Linked DNA regions of Mus musculus: region 1 is linked to region 2. The links are chromatin contacts, called in public ChIA-PET maps. All regions are on one chromosome and are shown on one strand. Each heading gives the region's core, a stretch centred on a gene start, on an enhancer-like site or on the middle of the called end of the contact. The rest is flanking DNA. Distances are from core to core; before and after follow the strand shown. Region 1 has its middle 28 kb from the start of Zscan2. Region 2 has its middle 45 kb from the start of Gm44851.

Region 1 (4,862 bases), core at 1,445-3,944, 380 kb after region 2:
CGTCTGTGCGCTGATTTATTAATAGGAACATGACCACACCAGTGGGAGCCGGATTCTTCCCTGCCGTCATTTAGGCTAAAATAGAGCGCAGGTCAGAAGGTCAAAGAGAACTGAAACCAAGGGACCACCAATGAGGAGCAAGAGGATTGACTAAGAGGGTGAGCTACTCCATCACACTTCCGCATGACTCAGGGAAACCCCCGGGGCTCCCGATTTGTGGACTCTGCAGACACATCATTGAAGAGGTGGGCAAGCTGGCTCCATGCTTTACATGGATTGGATTCTCAACCAAACGTGGGTTGTCCCTGTGGTTGCCTCCAGGAGAAAGGCACAGCTGAGGACAGAGCCAGCTGCAGGCAGTGCAAGTACCCACCTCAGCTGGACTGGTTAACATCAGTTTTCAGCCAATCCAGAGCTTGGGCAGCTTGCGGTCCTCAGGTGATTCCTGGATGGAGTCTGTCAGCCAGGTGAAAATCTGCTGAGACAAATATAGACTCGGACAGAAGTTAAAATTGTCGAGCAATTGCAGAAGGTAAAGAATCCCCAGACCAAGGGGCAAATCCATTCTCAAGAACAGGCAAACCGGGCGTGGTGGCGCACGCCTTTAATCCCAGCACTCAGGAGGCAGAGGCAAGCGGATTTCTGAGTTCGAGGCCAGCCTGGTCTACAGAGTGAGTTCCAGGACAGCCAGAGCTAAACAGAGAAACCCTGTCTTGAAAAACCAAAAACCAAACCAAAACAAAACTAACTGCTGGGCGGTGGTGGCGCACACCTTTAATCCCAGCACTTGGGAGGTAGAGGCAGGCGGATTTCTGAGTTCGAAGCCAGCCTGGTCTACAGAGTGAGTTTCAGGACAGCCAGAGAAACCCTGTCTCAAAACAAAACAAATCTAACTAGTGAATAGACTAATGAACTAACACAGCAGCAAACTACCTGAAGGAGCTAGTTGCCTGTTGTTCTCTAGCTGTTAAGCTATAATTAGCTTAGCCATCAATATTATCAGAGACCTGAGAAGGATAAACTACTATCTAAATGGCCTATGTGTCAGTTAAAATGACAGAAACTAGTCCATATTTCATGACCTGGCCATTTGTCCCAAGTTCCTGTGGTCTCCATTGCATCAAGGACAATGGCAGTCTTTGGCCATCAGGCCCAGAAGATGAAGAGGCCTTTTCTGTGGATGAGGAACTTGGGAGAGACTGTCCTCATCTCATCTTAAGCAAAGTGTGGCAATCAGTTGTCTGGTTGTCCTCTGTCCACAGCTCAGGCCGGGCTCTGGCAGTGGGCGAGGCGCTGGGGCAGTTATGTCCAGTAGTTATGTCCTTTGTGGTTGTGCCCATATTTTCTTGGATACCTTGGAGGGTCACTGTTAGGATTTGGGAGTCTCTGTCTGTCGTGGTAAGTTTAAACATACTAAATGCCACATTCAGGAGATCTCTGACTGGTTTGAGGGCTAGTACCTACCTGTTTTTAGTTATCTGCTCTAAACTATACCTTGAAAATATAAAACAGAAGACTAAATAAAGCTTAATCTTGAAATTAACTGCATCAGTTCTTAGCATGGCTTCTTATATATTTCTGAACAGATTAAATTATTTGATCATTTACAAGGATACTGGTTATCTATCTCTGTTATGTTTGAGCCTTAAAAGTCAGTTTTGAATTGAAGCTCTTCTAATATCAAAATAAAACTTTTTAACCCCAAAAACATACTCCATAAAGAGACTACCACCCTTTCTGACCTTTATCTGGTATATCATTATAGAGCATAACAGTTTCCCGTGTGATTAGGTTTAAGCCGAAGGCAGTGTCAGCACAGGAAAGGGGTTAACAAGATGGGAAAATGGCAAGAACCTTGATTGGCTGAGGAAGCTGTTATTGGCACGTTGGGCTGACAGGAAGGGCTTGCTGGAGCCTTGCCAGGGCTCAAGCAAGCTGAAAGGAAGTGGTGGTGGGGGCGGAATTTCAAGAGCCAGTGATTCTTAACCTTTGTTAATGCTGTAAACTTCTAAAAAAAAAGGGGGGGGGGATTGCAACCCTATAGGAGGAACAACAATATCAACCAACCAGATCCCCCAGAGCTCCCAGGGACTAAGCCACCAACCAAGGAGTACACATGGCTCCAGCTGCATATGTAGCAGAGGATGGCCTTATCTGGCATCAATGGAAGGAGATGCCCTTGGTCCTGTGAAGGCTTGATGACCCAGTGTTGGGGAATGCCAGGGCGATGAGGAGGGGTTGGGTTGGTGGGTGGGGGAGCATTCTTATAAAAGCAGAGGGAAGGGGGCATGGGATAGGGGGTTTGTGGAGGGGAAACCAGGAAAGGGGATAACATTTGAAATGCAAATAAATAAAATATAGAATTTAAAAAATCCTTAATTTTTATTCCTGGTATCATTACCATAATTTATAGAGCAATATGTACGTTATAAATTATAAATTATAAACCAATATTTTATAAACAAGACATGCAGAACACAGTAAACGTTTAAGAGCAGTCAGAAATAAAGGTGTAGTGGCAAATGTTATTTATATATTTAAAGCAGACAAAAATCTTAATTTCAAGGGATGAGCGCCTTGCCACCTGTTGATCCAACTCTCGTGGGCACTGAGGTTTTGTAGCAGAGAAGCTGAGAGGCAGCTGGTGCTCCTTTAAGAGCAGCTTGCACCAATCACACAGCCCCTGGCTTGCTGTCGGCTTGATCCGGGAAGGAGGCGGGGCTTCTCCACCAGCGCCAGACTCCCTGCTGCAGGTGCAGGGCTCCAAGGGCAGCGCCAGTTCATCCGTTTCTGTTGTCTCAATGCAGCTGCTTCTTTCTAAATACAAAAACACTGTTTTATGAGTTATTAAATATTACTTTCTTATTTAAGTTAGCCTGATTGGTTATATAAGTTTTTTTTATAAGTTTTTTTTTTTAAGATTTATTTATTTATTATATGTAAGTACACTGTAGCTGTCTTCAGACGCACCAGAAGAGGGCATCAGATCTCATTACGGGTGGTTGTGAGCCACCATGTGGTTGCTGGGATTTGAACTCCAGACCTTCGGAAGAGCAGTCGGGTGCTCTTACCCACTGAGCCATCTCACCAGCCCCGCCTGATTGGCTATGATCAAGCACTGGACATTTAAAAATTTCCACCTAAGCTTGGCATAGCGGCATACATCTGTAATTCCGGTATTTGCAAGAGGATTAGGAGTTCATACGCATACTCAAGTACATAGGAGTTCAGGCTAACCTGGGCTAGTGAAACTTAGTTTGGGGGTGAGGGGAGACTAAGAGATAGCTCTGTGGGTAAAGTACTTGCTATACAAGCTTTGGGACCCGAGTTCACACCACTAGCTCTCAGAAAAGGCTCAGCAGGAAAAGTGGCATGGGCGTGGCTACGCATGGGCGTGGCGGTGCATACTTTTGATCCCAGCACACAGGAGGCTACCTGGTCGACATAGTTGAGTTCCAGGATAGCTAGGGATCTATAGAGAAAAAGCCTGTCTCAAAAAACAAACAAAGAAACAAACAAAGAAAAAAAAAAAACATACATCTTCAATCCCAGTACTGGAAAGAGAAGCAGAGAGCAGAGACAGGAGGGACCACCTGAATGAAACACCATGATCAAAAAGCAAGTTGGGAAGGAAAAAGTTTATTTAGCTTATACTTCAACATTACTGTTCATCACCAAAGGAAGTCAGGATAGGAAGGAACTTAAGCAGGCCTGGAACCTGGAGGCAGAAGCTGATGCAGAGGCGGGAGTTGGGGGGGGGGGGTGTTGGGGGGGCTGGAGGGTTGGGGGGGCGTAGGGTGTGTGTGTGTGGGGGGGTGCTGTTAACTGGCTTGTCCTAGCAATATCAGCCAGCTTTCTTATAAAACCCAGGACTACCAGCCCAGGGATAAAACCACCTACAATGGACAGGCTCTCCTGCTTCAATCGCTAATTAAGAAAACATCTTAGGGGGCTGGAGAGATGGCTCAGCCGTTAAGAGCACTGACTGCTCTTCCAGAGGTCCTGAGTTCTATTCCCAGCAACCACATGGTGGCTCACAACCATCTGTAATGGGATCCAATGTCCTCTTCTGCTGTGTCTGACAGCTACAGTGTACTCATATAAATAAAATAAATACATCTTTCCAAAAAAAAAAAAAAAAGAAGAAGAAGAAGAAAACATCTTGGTCTTTGAGAAGTATTTTCTCTATTGAGGTTTCTTCCTTTCAGATGACTCTAGCTTGTGCCAAGTTGACATAAAACTAGCCAAGGACACCATTTATGTTTATATACACAAACACATTTATATACATAAATTTAGGAATATTTTCTAGTTTAAATTCCTTTGAATAGACACATTAATTTTAAGTTAATTTTAAGAATTATTTATTAATTTTATTCATTGAGAGATTTCAGATAATTCATATAAAAGTGAACAAATTTAGAAACAATAATTTATTTTCATTTTTACTATTAATAAAAATAGAACAATTAGTTTAAATTCCTTTTAACTTGAGCCACTTCCGATGTGAATAACTTGGAAATTAATTAATTTCTCCTTTTTTAAAATTAGATATTTTCTTTTATTACATTTCAAATGTTATCCCCTTTCCTAGTTTCCCCTCTGAAAATTTCATATCCCCTCCCAATTTCTCCTTTTTTAAAATAAAAAAAAATATATTTATTTGTGTGTGTCTATGTGTGTGTGTGTATATATGCATATCTCTGTGTGTCTATATCTGTCAGCATGTATATCTGTGTGTGTCTGTGTATGCATGTGTAAGTCAAAGGCCATGTGTGTTCTAGGCACAGAACTTAAGTTAGTCAGGCTTGTTTGACAAGTGCACGTCACTTGCTGAGCCATCTGGCCAGGCCCAGTTCTCC
Region 2 (4,673 bases), core at 1,921-4,420:
AGCCTGCCAACTAGAGGCCAGCCTGAGCTACAAAGGAGAGAGAATGTCTTGCCCAAGTTCAGGAAGGTACAACCTCAGCAGCTGTCCATATTCACCCCAGGGCTGATTCATCCAAAGACAGGATTTGAACTCCCATCCTCCCCATGGCCCTGAGGGCCTCACAAAGCCCCTTCCCCCACGTGTAAGTACACCACAGGTGCATAAGATAGAAAAGGGAGCTGAAAGCAGATGCTGGGGACTGTATAAAACTAAGCACACGATACCGAATGGAGCTTCAGGTCAGTAAATGGGGGGCTGGCTAACTACATGACATCAACTGTATGAATATGAGGTCAACCAGAAGAAACTTTGCCTTTGTCTTGGAAGGGAGGTTGGCACCAGGCCACAGTGGCTTGGCCTATCACTTCCATGGGCTACGAGATGCCATGGTCCATAGACTCGAGGCCCTGTCCCTATCCTCCTATCTTATTCTCCCATGAGGAAAGTCTAGGTAAATGCCACCACATCTGTCTTCCTCATAGCCCACATGCACTCCCATGGCTACCTCTTTGCCCCACTCATCCGCCCATCCATTCATCCATCCATCCTCCCACTCATCCTCCCACATGCCCCTCACTGACTGATTCTCCCCATTCGCTCATTACCCAACCCCATTCATGATCCATCCATCTACCTACCGACCCCGCCCTCAGCTCCTTACATCCACCTGCCTATCAAGCAAGCACCATGCACCATGCACTTATCTACCCATTCTCAGGCACTGGGTAGAACCTAGATCTACAAGCAGAGGGAGACGCCTGCAAAGCAGTAGAGCCAGTGACAGAACCTGCCTTTTATTTGGGGGGCGGGAGGAAGGGCGTCTGCTGCCGTTTGTTTTATATATATATGGAAATACCTGAGAACAAGTTACTTATAAAGAAAAAGTTTAATTAGCTCAACACTGTAAAGGCAGTGACGTCTGTGATTTGAACTCAGGGCAGAAAGTGAAATTTCAACGGGGCAAACACGCTCTATGATAATGCACTGTGAGGTCACTGACATGGGACAAACACGCTCTATGATAATGCACTGTGAGGTCACTGACATGGGACAAACACGCTCTATGATAATGCACTGTGAGGTCACTGACATGGGACAAACACGCTCTATGATAATGCACTGTGAGGTCACTGACATGGGACAAACACGCTCTATGATAATGCACTGTGAGGTCACTGACATGGAACAAACACGCTCTATGATAATGCACTGTGAGGTCACTGACATGGGACAAACACGCTCTATGATAATGCACTGTGAGGTCACTGACATGGAACAAACACGCTCTATGATAATGCACTGTGAGGTCACTGACATGGAACAAACACGCTCTATGATAATGCACTGTGAGGTCACTGACATGGGACAAACACGCTCTATGATAATGCACTGTGTGGTCACTGACTAGGTGGTTGGTTTTTTTTTTTTAATTTATTTTTTTATTTTTATTTTTTTTGTCAACTTGATACAACCTAGAGTCATCTGGGAAGAGGGAACCTTAATTGAGGGAGCACCTAGAGGCAGGCCTGTGGGGCATTTTTTAAATTCATCATTGTTGTGAGAGAGCCCCAGCCCCCGAGGGTGGAGCCACCCCTGAACAGGTCAGTCATGGGTGGGATAGGAAGGCAGGCTGAGCAAGCCATCAACAGAGCCAGTGAGCAGCACTCCTCCACGGTCTCTGCTTCAGTTCCTGCCTGGAATCCCTGCCCTGCCTTCCTCAGCAATGGAAGAGGGATGGACTGTAAGTCCTAAGATGTAATAAACTTTTTCCTTTCCAGGTTGCTTTTGGTCATAGTCTTTATCACAGCGACAGAAAGCAAACTAGGACATTAACAAAGCCATAAAGAGAGGCAGGCAAGGCCGGGCGTGGTGGCGCACACCTTTAATCCCGGCACTAGGGAGGCAGAGGCAGGCGGATTTCTGAGTTTGAGGCCAGCCTGGTCTACAGAGTGAGTTCCAGGACAGCCAGGGCTACACAGAGAAACCCTGTCTCGAAAAAAACCAAAAACCAAAGACCAAAAACCAAAGCCATAGAGAATTAGCCCACAGGGAAAGTCTTCGTCCCTCTTTAAGGCCTCACCATCACTGACCACGATGGACCATGATGACACTAACATTTCTGGCACGCCTCTGCATTTTGACCGGCTGTGGTTCTCTGTAGTGGTCTCCATCTGTTGCAGAGAGGTTTTCTTGATGAGGGATGAAGACTGTACACACCTGTGTGTGTGTAAGGACAAGGGTTTGAATGCGGTAAGGGATCTTGCTGGTTTAGTGTTGTAGCTTATGTTACCTGTATGCATGTAACAGCAATTAAAGGAAAAAGGCCATGAGCTGGAAAGAGACCAAGGAGGAATGCCTGGGAGGTCTGAAGGGAGGATCGGAAATCCTCTTCCTTCCTTTCAACTCCCTAACATTAGGTAGGAGAGAAAGAAGGGGGGGGGGGGAGGGAGGGAGGGAGGGAGAGAGAGAGAGAGAGAGAGAGATCAGGGATACGACAAGGTGTAGTTAAAACCATCTTTTTTTTTTTTTTGGTTTTTCAAGACAGGGTTTCTCTGTGTAGCCCTGGCTGTCCTGGAACTCACTTTGTAGACCAGGCTGGCCTCGAACTCAGAAATCCGCCTGCCTCTGCCTCCCAAGTGCTGGGATTAAACCATCTGTTTTTAATTGTTAAAAATCTTGTGTTTTCCCACCCGTCCACTTTGTTCCCAGAAATAACGGCTCTGAGACCTAATAGTTCATGAATAAATGCCTAGGCCAAAAGCTTTGCTTGATCCCCGACTAGCTCATGGCTTAACAGCCTGTTTAGTCTAGTCTAAGTCTTGCCATGCAACTGGCTACCCAGTCCTCAGTTTCATGTGACAATCCTCTTCTGTGTCTGGAGTGAATCTCCTGCGCCTGAATATCTCCCAGAATTCTCTCTCTCTCTCTCTCTGCTGGATATCCCACCTTCTAATCCTGCCTCAGCTCATTGGCCATAGGATTTTTTATTGACAGCTTAAGCTTCCATACATTGCACGAGAGATTACCTCTGTAAAAGGCAATGATATCTTTCGACCACTTCCTGCTGATTAGGGGCAAGTTTGATCTTTGCCATCAGGATATCTACTTTCTTCTCTTCTCCTCTGCATGACGATTTGACAAACCACAATCAACAGCAACGAGCAGCCTCCAACCACCAACCAGCCACACACACACACTTACTGGGGCTCTAGCATTCATACATTCTCTGAAAAGCCCCCCAAATGCCAAATGTCACCCACTCAAAACAAACTATCTGCAACTGGCAAATTCGTACTCCCGCTAGAGCGTGAGTGAGGCAAATCAGTAAGCTGCTGTGGACAATCTAAGGCAGCCCCACACCCCACCCTTGGGGTTAGACAAAACATGTCCTTACAACATTTCTGTGTTTTTAAAGAAACCAAAATTCTCACTACAGGTCCCCATCACCTTCTGCCTGGGCAGGTGACTTGGCTAAGGGTGATTGTCTCACAGTGGAGAGCATCAGGCCACAGAGCTTTCTGTTTAGGGGTGGCTACCCAGATGGTGAGGCAGGGGGTTTGCTCATTCTTTCCAGTAGGGGAGGGCAGACAGGGAGTCAGAGAACCCCTGGGGCCAACCAGAAACCAGACCCCTGGCCGAGAAGTCCGACCTTCAGTGCAGCTCCTGTGCACCTTCCACGTCACACATAACTGGCCCCCACACTCCTGGCTTTGCTGTCTTTCCTTCTCTGGGGTGTGTGTGTGTGTTCCCACTGCCTGCTGAGGGCTAGGGCTGGGTTTGGGCCAATTAGTATTTGTAGAGTATCTGGCCAGAAGGACATGGTAGCATATGCCCGTGGTATATTTACTTGGGAGTTTAGGGGTTAGATTGAGCATAGAGTGAGACCACACTGCCTGCCTCTCCTTTAAGAGGGATATCCACAACCACCAGGGAGGGAGGCAGTGACAGGGCTGATATTTATTGTGTAGATGAGAGATTGAGCTGATTCTGGTGGTGTGGACCTATAATTTCAGCTACTCTGGAGGCTAAGGCAGGATTGCAAGTTCAAAGTCTTCCTGGGCAATTTAGTGAGACTATCTCAAGTAAAAGGAGAAACTGGTGGTGATGGCTCATGCCGTTAATCCCAGCACTTGGGAAGTAGAGGCAAGCAGACCTGAGTTCAAGGCCAGCCTGGTCTACAGAGCAAGTTCTAGGACAGCTAGGACTACACAGAGAAATCAAACCCAACTAAACCAACCAACTAACCAACCAACCAACCAACCAAACAAACAGGAGGCTCAGCGAGGCCATGGAGCTTACAGTTCCCTGACTTTTGAGGTCAGGGCAGTGCCCTGCTGATCCTTCCTAGGCTGATTCTAGATGCTCAAGTCCTCACTGTGAGCCAGGCACAGGCAGTTGGGAGGGATGCTGTCTACTGGAGCTTGAGTGGGCACTTGCTTCTGCAGTTAACCTCCTGCACAGCCACCAGATGCTGACATTCCTCTGACATTAATGGAGTTACTGTACTGCTGGTCAAGAGGAGAGGGAGCTCAAGGCGCCTCTTATGGAAGAGACCCAAGGATGCTGAGCTTCTGCTGGCCTCTGGCTATAACAAGGCTTGGTGTCACCGGTGTCCTTCCTTCCAGCCAGGTTAG

Evidence for each region. ChIA-PET counts read pairs in DNA pulled down with a chosen protein or histone mark.
Region 1: an RNA polymerase II ChIA-PET map of memory CD8 T cells shows a contact between it and region 2, with 42 read pairs. The contact joins two enhancer-like sites. A contact is called at or near these places in 2 of 115 datasets of contacts at active chromatin or transcription factors (effector CD8 T cells and memory CD8 T cells) and 1 of 9 other capture datasets (pancreatic islet).

The regions. Positions count from the first base shown.
Region 1 is chr7:80,830,482-80,835,343 of GRCm38.p6, forward strand. No RefSeq gene overlaps it. Among named protein-coding and RNA genes, the nearest start is that of Zscan2, 28 kb to the right of the region's middle. Within about 2 kb of position 2,695, at least 161 of the 459 cell types and tissues checked have an H3K27ac peak or open chromatin away from gene starts, as enhancers often do. A contact at or near this core is called in effector CD8 T cells and memory CD8 T cells, where this site is marked.
Region 2 is chr7:80,446,826-80,451,498 of GRCm38.p6, forward strand. No RefSeq gene overlaps it. Among named protein-coding and RNA genes, the nearest start is that of Gm44851, 45 kb to the left of the region's middle. Within about 2 kb of position 3,171, at least 46 of the 459 cell types and tissues checked have an H3K27ac peak or open chromatin away from gene starts, as enhancers often do. A contact at or near this core is called in effector CD8 T cells and memory CD8 T cells, where this site is marked.